2 separate regions of the Gossypium hirsutum genome follow, and region 1 is linked to region 2. A link is a contact called in public Hi-C data. All regions are on one chromosome and are shown on one strand. The core of a region is the stretch at or near the end of the contact, and the rest is flanking DNA. Distances in the headings are between cores, read along the strand shown. Region 1 holds the start of LOC107945409 (zinc finger CCCH domain-containing protein 62). Region 2 overlaps LOC107945410 (CDPK-related kinase 5).

The links. Hi-C and Micro-C count contacts between places; a contact is called where the count stands out from the background.
Region 1: a contact with region 2 is called in a Hi-C map of fibers, with 3 times the contacts expected there. The contact joins the promoter of LOC107945409 here to the enhancer-like site in region 2. A contact is called at or near these places in 7 of 34 Hi-C or Micro-C datasets (anther, fibers, hypocotyl and 2 more).

What each region holds. Positions count from the first base shown.
Region 1 is chrD12:14,188,834-14,193,195 of Gossypium_hirsutum_v2.1, forward strand. LOC107945409 (zinc finger CCCH domain-containing protein 62) reads left to right here and starts at 3,089. Exons shown (of 9, transcript XM_016879415.2): 1 at 3,089-3,344; 2 at 3,422-3,528; 3 at 3,635-3,752; 4 at 3,899-3,960; 5 at 4,059-4,110; 6 at 4,225-4,330. The coding sequence starts at 3,217.
Region 2 is chrD12:14,135,452-14,139,694 of Gossypium_hirsutum_v2.1, forward strand. It overlaps LOC107945410 (CDPK-related kinase 5), which reads left to right. Exons shown (of 11, transcript XM_016879416.2): 8 at 163-270; 9 at 353-415; 10 at 512-679; 11 at 1,657-2,344. The coding sequence ends at 1,776. Among protein-coding and RNA genes, the nearest start is that of LOC107945410, 4.9 kb to the left of the region's middle. Within about 2 kb of position 2,265, at least 1 of the 9 cell types and tissues checked has an H3K27ac peak or open chromatin away from gene starts, as enhancers often do.

The DNA.
Region 1 (4,362 bases), core at 1,839-4,338, 54 kb after region 2:
ACTATTTATGCAAGTCAAGTATTGCAAAATTAATACTTGGCAAATTGGTTGGTGATGAAATAAATTAAAGTGTGATGGATTTCTGGTTATACTAAAACTAATCTAAGTATGCTTAAAATTAAAATAAACACAAAAAAAGCATGCATGTTTTAAGAGTAATCACAATAGAATGCATGTGTTAGAATAATCTTTCTTTTTAACTTACAATTATTTAAACACGGTTAAAAGATGTTACGATGATTTCGTGGCATATTGATAATTTACTAACCCTGATTTTATGAGTGCATTGACTTCTCTCAAAGGCCTAAGCTTAACCTTTTGGTCTCCTTGCATATTTCTGTGTCACGTCTGACTTCAAGATTACCTTTCCAGGCATCATCTAAGAAATCACACTTATTAAATTATTAAGTTTTTCTATAATATGTCTATGTTCAATCAACTTAGTATTTTAATAAGCAGAAATCAAATCATGTGAGGTAACAGTAATCTTTTTACACTGAAACGGTTTAATCACATTAATCCTAAGGTTATGCAAGGTAATAAAGTTTTTTCGATATTATTACTAATTTGACCTAATTTCATCATAAAAAGATCAAACATGCACCATTCATATATTGTGTCAATTAATTACAATATGGTTTTGATTTAATAATCAATTAAATTGCATCCCTACATTTATAATGCAAGAATAACATGTTCATGATTTTATTTGAATAAATAAATATATCAAATGTACAGAACATCTTTAACAATATTAAATGATATAAGCTACGAAATTTAAATCATTCTAACACCAACAAAATTAAGCAATCATGATTATATTAAAAGCAGAAAACTCATTTGCAATCATGTTTCTTGATTTGAACAAAAAAAGATTGAAGGGAAAAGAAATGCTAAACCATTTCCAGTGGTCCTCCGAGGCACAACTCACTTTGCTCTTCTTTCGTTCTTTGCTTCTTGCGGTGACTACCAAGCTTAAAAGCTCCTAATATGGTTGAATGGGGCTGCTCTTAAAGTATTGCAAACACTTTTTGAAGAATGGAAAATGAGAAGTAAAAGAAGATAGAAAAGGGAGAAGATATGATAAGTGTGTGATGAATTAAACAAATAGCAAATGGAAGATATGATAAGTGTGTGATTAATGAAACAAATAGCAAATTTCTCTCTATTTATAATAGTGAGGAGCCCATTGAGTTTTCTATTTTTGGCATGATAATCCCCATTTTTTATCTCATGCATGGCTGACCTATTATGTTAAGGAAGGAAGGTGGATAACTTTGCTAAATTTAGCTAGTTCATGTTTGATTCATGGGAAGGAGTTGAATGGTCACATGGGAAAATTATTGTGGCTGATTTGTGATATTTTAAGAAGTCTTGGGTGTTTAAATTAATTATTTTTATGGACGGTTGGATTTCTCATAGCCAAATTGGGCTATTTCCTCCTTAGTGGACATTTTGGGCTTCAAATTTGGCAACATGCTTGTCCACTTCATTAACCCATTTATGAGTTGGGTCAAATTGAATTTAAAAGTCCAATAAGTGAATTTTATGCCCCATGCTAATCAGCCATCAACCTACGTCAGCCTGGCCTCTGTTGCATGAATGCTACAACATCGAACATCGAATAGGTGAGCTTCAAATCTAACTTTTTTCTATTTTACCAAACTGTGTCAAATTAGAAAAAAATATGTCAAATTAGCATGTAAATAAGTAAGATTAAAATTTCATCTTTAATTTTGTCTTACTTTACAAATTGATTAGAAAAAAATATGTCAAATTAGCATTTAAATAAGTAAGATTAAAATTTCATCTTTAATTTTGTCTTACTTTACAAATTTGTAATGAAACTACAAAATTTGCTATCAAAATACTCGGATTTGCATGAATTATTAGTCAGAAGATGCTATAAATGTCTATATAATTTCGAGTTATCAATTATCATGCAATATAACAAGAAGTTTTTCTTTAAAAATGACAACTAGTCATAGCATGTCACTTGGTGAGATTGTCCCACGATGACTCATTTGTGGTACATGATGTGATAAGTGTTGAGTTGATGGTTATACATTCAAAGTCTTCTAGTTAAGTAGCTTCCCACGAAGCTCTACTTAAATTAGAATGATGGTCAAATGTTAAATGATTATTAGTACGTATGAATGCCTAAAGAATTAGGTTCATGTATTAATTGGATGGAAATCCATGTTATCACTAGTTGATTAGGGTTGGCCCATGGTAACTTAATTCAATAAGTGTAGGAATTATCGTCGCAACAACTTATAAATGTTTTCAAATTTTAATGTAAAACACATGCATCATATTAATGTATATCGTATGTTGCAAAACATTTTATTAATATTTGCTACGTAAAAGATATTAATGAATGAATATTTTATTTTTTAGTTCAAAAAATAGCACATACTCCCTTACTAAGCATTCTTACTGAAACAAGCTGAATGAAAAATAACTATAAGGAATGGAAAAAAAATCTCATGATTGTCTTAAGTTGTGAGAAATTGAAGCTAAGGCTAGAAAATGTTGAGAGAAGTATGATGAGATAACTCCTTGCTATATGCTAGCAAATTAGAGGATATATTCGGAGGTTAAGCTGCATTGGCTCGACAGTTAGCTATAACTAGTTTGATAAATGCCCAAAAAAAGCCCGACATTTCAGTTAAAGACCATATGATTACTCTTATGGGAAAATTTACCGAGAATACAGATAATGAGGCCAATCTGGACCAGAACACGCAAATAAAGGTGTTCAAAAGCTTGTCCAAGAATTTTGTAGGCTTTAGGGTTGCATATAACCTTGGAAATAAGAATCTAATACATACAGAATTCTTGAAGGAATTACAATCATATAAATTGATGTTAGAATGGTGGTTAACTAATTTAAATAGAAGAAGCAAACTTAGCGAGCTTATTAACTTACAAAATCTTCCTAATCAATATTAGATCGATTGAACTGAAAAAACTGAATTAACCAAAAACGGAGATAATGGACTGTAATTGGGCCGAGAATGGTTTTTATAGTGTTGGGCTAATTTCGATATTCGGCTTTAAATTCCAACGCGACCTGACCTTACATGTGTCGACTCGGATTTCCTCAGATAAAATGTCTTCAAAAATTGTGAAGTTATTAAAATTAAATTAGTAAGAAAATTTGATTCGAGTTTGCAGTCGTAAATTTCGCTCTTCCGTTTGACTTCAATCAAAATGTCTGATAAGAAAGGAAAAGCCAAACCTACTTTGATTTCCCTCTCTTCTTCCGAGGAAGAAGACGAAACAGAAGAAGAAGATGGTGACGATGATGATTATGAAGATAAAAGCTTTTCCAGTTCCAGGTATTGTAATTCCTATTTCATTTTCAATTTATTCGGGTTTCCCCCCTTTAATATTGATTTAATTCTCATATCATCAGTGGAGATGAAACTGAGGAAGAGGAAGAGGAAGAGAACGATTCGGACGATAATGATCGGACCGATAACGACGATTCTCTCTGCAATGGAGTTATCACTCTTCTCAAAGGTCATATTTGCCTTCTTTGAATTTATTAATTTTTTGTTTTTGAAAATAATAATTGTATTTGATCCGAAAAAAAGTCCTTACAATTTATGATCCTTGTATTCCATAGAAGGAGGTGACTTAGAAAGCTTGAGCTTGAAACAACTCAAAGCTTATTTGAGAAACCATGGCCTCCGAATCACAGGCACTAAGGCAGTGTGTCAACAGAGAATTCTTGAGCATTGGAGGTAATCTCTTCACATCTTTTTATCCATTTTTGTAGAAATTTCATACAATTTTCTGTTCCCACGTTGCAATAGATCTCTCAAAACTTTGGAAAAATGAGTAGGTATTAATATCCTCACTTAACAACACATTCTTTTTTCTTTCTCAGAATAAAAGATGGGAGAGCTGAAGCCTTATATCCCAGGTCATCGTTTTTCATCAACTGTACTGGTAATTACCTGTTATTGATTTGTTTTTTCTTTTCATTTGAATTATTATTTCGGCAATTTGAATGAGTAATACGAAGTTATTGTTACTTAATAATGTAGGTGATGTTTGTAAAGGAGATGTTGTTTTGTTTACTCAGAAGGTTTATAAGAAGTAATCCCTTATCTGAACTAACATTGCAGATTCTCCTTATCTTGTCTATTTCTCTTCTTACATTTCCTTGTCATTTTTGGGGCTATGTAAATCAAGGTTTGGTTTTTAAAACAGGTTCAATAAAATGACTAGGCGTGGAAAACTTCTGGGGAAGAGAACTATTGCAGGAAGGGTTGTGAAGGAAAGCTATGGCAAAGCCAAACAACAACACACATTTACGGTAATTCCAATGCACTATCTTATGTTAGGTAG
Region 2 (4,243 bases), core at 1,015-3,514:
TTTAATTAAAACTATTTAAAAGTATTTAATTTAAATTCGGGTTGGGTCAGGCCGAGGACAAAAATCCTTATCCAAGCCTGGCTCAGGTTGATAATGTGAACTTTTTCCTCATCCTGCATGGGATTTCTAGCTCTTATACCCTTCTATTGGTAATTTTTGCAGGCCCTGTCTAAAACTTTGACTGTGGATGAGCTGTTTTACTTGAAGGAGCAGTTTGCATTATTGGAACCAAATAAAAATGGCACTATAAGCTTAGAAAATATCAAAGCGGTTGGTTCCTTCCCTGTTCATAATCTTGAAAATTTTTGGCAGTTTTCTTGTGAATAGTATCTAATGCTATCGCTCTGGTCAGGCTCTGATGAAAAATGCAACAGATGCTATGAAGGATGCTCGCATCCCTGAGTTTCTTGCATCGGTAGGTGCTTCATCTTTTTCTGTTTTGTTTGGAAATGCATATAAATTTAAGAGGTGGTATGAATCTCTAATTGTGTACGGTTTCCTTTTGTGGTAGCTAAATGCACTTCAATACAGACGGATGGACTTTGATGAGTTCTGTGCAGCTGCATTAACTGTTCATCAGCTGGAGGCTCTTGATCGGTGGGAACAACATGCACGTTGTGCTTACGAAATCTTTGAGAAGGAAGGAAACAGACCTATTGTCATTGAAGAGCTAGCTTCGGTATGTTGATCTCCCCTGCAAAGTTTTTGCATCTATGCCTCATTCGGATGATTATTTAATTCCTTTGAGTAGGCTGACAGGTATGGACAACTTACTAAGTCATATGCATGACAATTATGTTTTGAACCTTTGCTAGAATTATAGACTTCAATTTTCACCTATTTGAGAAAATGATTTGCCCTTCGATTTTGTCATTTTATCTTCACATGGACTACTGATTCTTGGACTACACAGGTTACTACAACACCTCACTATTAAGGATATCGAAAGAAGAGAGAGAATGAATAATGTTTGAGATAAAAAATTAACTTTTTTCTTGCTCGTCAGCATCAATTGTAATTAAGAGAGCTGTGCAGTCTATATAAAATTTGTTGCACAATTGTGAAGGTATTGTGTAATAGATGATAGAAAGAGTGATTTAAGGGGCATTTATTTCCCTTTAGTGGGCCTTTAAGTCTCATTTAATTCTCTTTTATTTTTTGTAGATTTCAACTACTATTGATGGTAATGTTTATTATGGTTTATGTTACTTGGGCTCAATGCGTGTATTGGATACATATGTATGTCCGACATGCATATGTTCATTTTTTAGCTTCTCCATGCATTTGGAGGATTTTATACCCATACTTGTGCTCGAAAAGGGTACAACATAAGTACTTCAAGAAAAATGAGGAGCCTAAATTATTGTGGCTTCTTTTTCATGAGATTTTGGGATTTGCTGATATTTGCCGTAAGGCATCCTTTAAAGAGTGCAGTTGATATACTATTTATAGTAATAACGTTATATGAAATGCGGTTGTTGATATCTTTATTCATAACTTAAAATAAATTTAACATTGCAAATACTTAGTTTCTGTGTTATCTTAAGCAGTGAGGTTCCATTTCTTTCTTCTGTTTTGCTTTATTGGGATGTTTGTAAGATCTTGAAGCAACAGAAGCTTAGACTAACCTCTGGCATTTTTACCATTACCTTTCAGGAACTCGGACTGAGCCCATCCGTGCCTGTTCATGCTGTTCTTCATGACTGGATTAGGCACACTGATGGGAAGCTAAGTTTTCTCGGATTTGTCAAATTATTGCACGGTGTATCTAGCTGAACCATCGCAAAAGCTCAATAGAAGCCGTAAAACTTCGTAAGAGCTCTAATGAGCTGGTATGGCTAATAAAAGGATCAGGTGAGGTGTTTGCTAGGCTATAACCTGAATATGATAAAGAGGTAGAGTGAATTTTGCCGTCGCAATCAATGCCCCTACCCCAACCTCTTCGATTATGGCTTATTTCATTTGTCTAGCACAAGCTTATTGAACCCCCCCCCCCCAAAAAACATAATTGAAGCCAATGAACCTCCTGCAAGTGCAACTTAACATTGACCAAGCTTTAGTCATTTTATGTTTTTTTTCCCCACTGTAAAGTTGAAAGAATGTGTTAAATATAAATATAAATATATATATCTAAACAGACTTGATAAATCTGACATATTTCGTCAAGCCCCCGTGAGATCATTGATTGCTGATGTATCATCATCTCCTGTGTTCTATAACGTGTATCAAGTATTCTTGTCCTTAAAATTCTCTACGTGTCTTTAAACCAATCTTGATTGTGTGCTTCCATAGCTGTTCTTCTATGGATTTGAATTTAGATGATTGCCTGATTTGATCCGTTCAATTACTTCACTTTTAAAATTCAATAAAATTATTTGTTCTAGCGTCAGAGGTTAGTAAAACCATAATTTGTTAGTTTGTATTAATATAAAAACTTAAAAAAGAGAGATATGGGCAGATCTTAATCTTGTTGCCGAGTCAAAATATTTTATTGTCGTTGTTACGATTGTACGGACCATAATGCAAAAGCAAGAGCAATACCCAGGGGATAAGGGTAACTAAATGGTCAACTCAGTCAGTATTTTTTATATTTAATCAACTTTTTTTGATCAAATATATATATTAATAAACTTAATCAATATTTTATTATTATAATACTTAACCGGTTGTTTAAGACTTATTTCTAATGTTTTAATTATATATTAATAATATTTTTAAAATAATTAGATTTTATTACACTCGGATGAATGCAATAGGTAACAAATTAAAAAAAAATTATTTGATCTTTCAACTTTATAAAAACAATATTTTAGCTCTGTATTTAATTTTTAATCTCTTTCGACTCTTGAACTTGCGTTCTTTGTTAAATTACCTCAAAATTAATGAAAAAATTAACATTTTTTTAACTTTGTTGATATGACATATGCGCGGATTGCCACTAGATAATACACTAGAATTTAATTAACTTTTTAAAATGTATGAAATCAATCTAGGTATGTGATTTAGTTGTATCACACTATATAGTTGATTCATAGTAAATTAGTTACCTAAAATACTGATATTCTATATTAGTTAAGATAGATGATTCTTAGGAAATTAATTACCTAAAATACTGATATTCTATATAGTTAAGATTTTGCATGTCCTAATTTATAGAAGCCTATCAAGGTTATATGTAGAGGATCTTATGTGTATATATAGGGATTTATCTTCACAAAAATAGCAAATGAAGCATTTTTCACAATTCTAACAAAACTTCATGATATCCAAGCTGGAGGTTCATAAACCTTAGCCTTCCTCTCATTTTTCTTGAAATCATCTCTTCATGACGGAATTTGAACAAACATCCAAGGATTCATCTACATTTGATCCCTCTCTCAATACTCCCGCAACCTTTCGGCCAACTTCTATTACCACTTATAAACTAAATGGCCACAACTACCTTCAATGGCCTCAATCAATGATGATGTTCATAAGCGGACAGAGCAAAGATGAATATCTTACTAGCGTTATCCCAAAACCAAATTCAAACAATGCTATTTTTTTGAAACATCTCAACCTAGTAATTCTGCTCCATTTAGTAAAGAACAATTAGAACTTCTCCAGCAACTCATACAAAAGGCAAATAACCCTATACAAAGCTCCAATAATTTTGTACTACATGCAACCAAGTCATCTTCCTCGTCTTGGATTATAGACTCAGGTGCATCCAATCACATGACAGGTGACAGATCACTTCTCGCAACTTATTCATCTTGTAACAACTTTCAAACAATGTGTATTGCCAATGATACACACACCAAAGTGGTTGGAACAAGAACCATTTGTATCTCCAATACCCTCATTCTCAAATCAGTTTTCTTTGTGCCTGAACTTGACTGTAATCTCATATCTGTTAGTAAACTAAACGTGACCTAAAACTAAATTCCTTTCTAAATCTTGTATTTTCCAAGACTTGAGCTCGGGGAGGACAATTGGCAATGTTGATTTTCATTTGAGCCTCTATGTTCTAGATGTCAACACTCCTTCAATCCATTGTTAGTCATCAAGTATTCATTGAGTTATAGTTTTAAGTTTGATAGTCATTCTAATAAGGAAAGAGAAATTATGATGTGGCACTTTCGTCTAGGTCATCCAACTTTTCTGTATTTAAAATGTTTGTTCCATCCTTATTCATCCATAAAAATCCCAATTTATTTTATTATGAAGTTTGTCAATTGGAAAAGCATACTCGAAACACTTA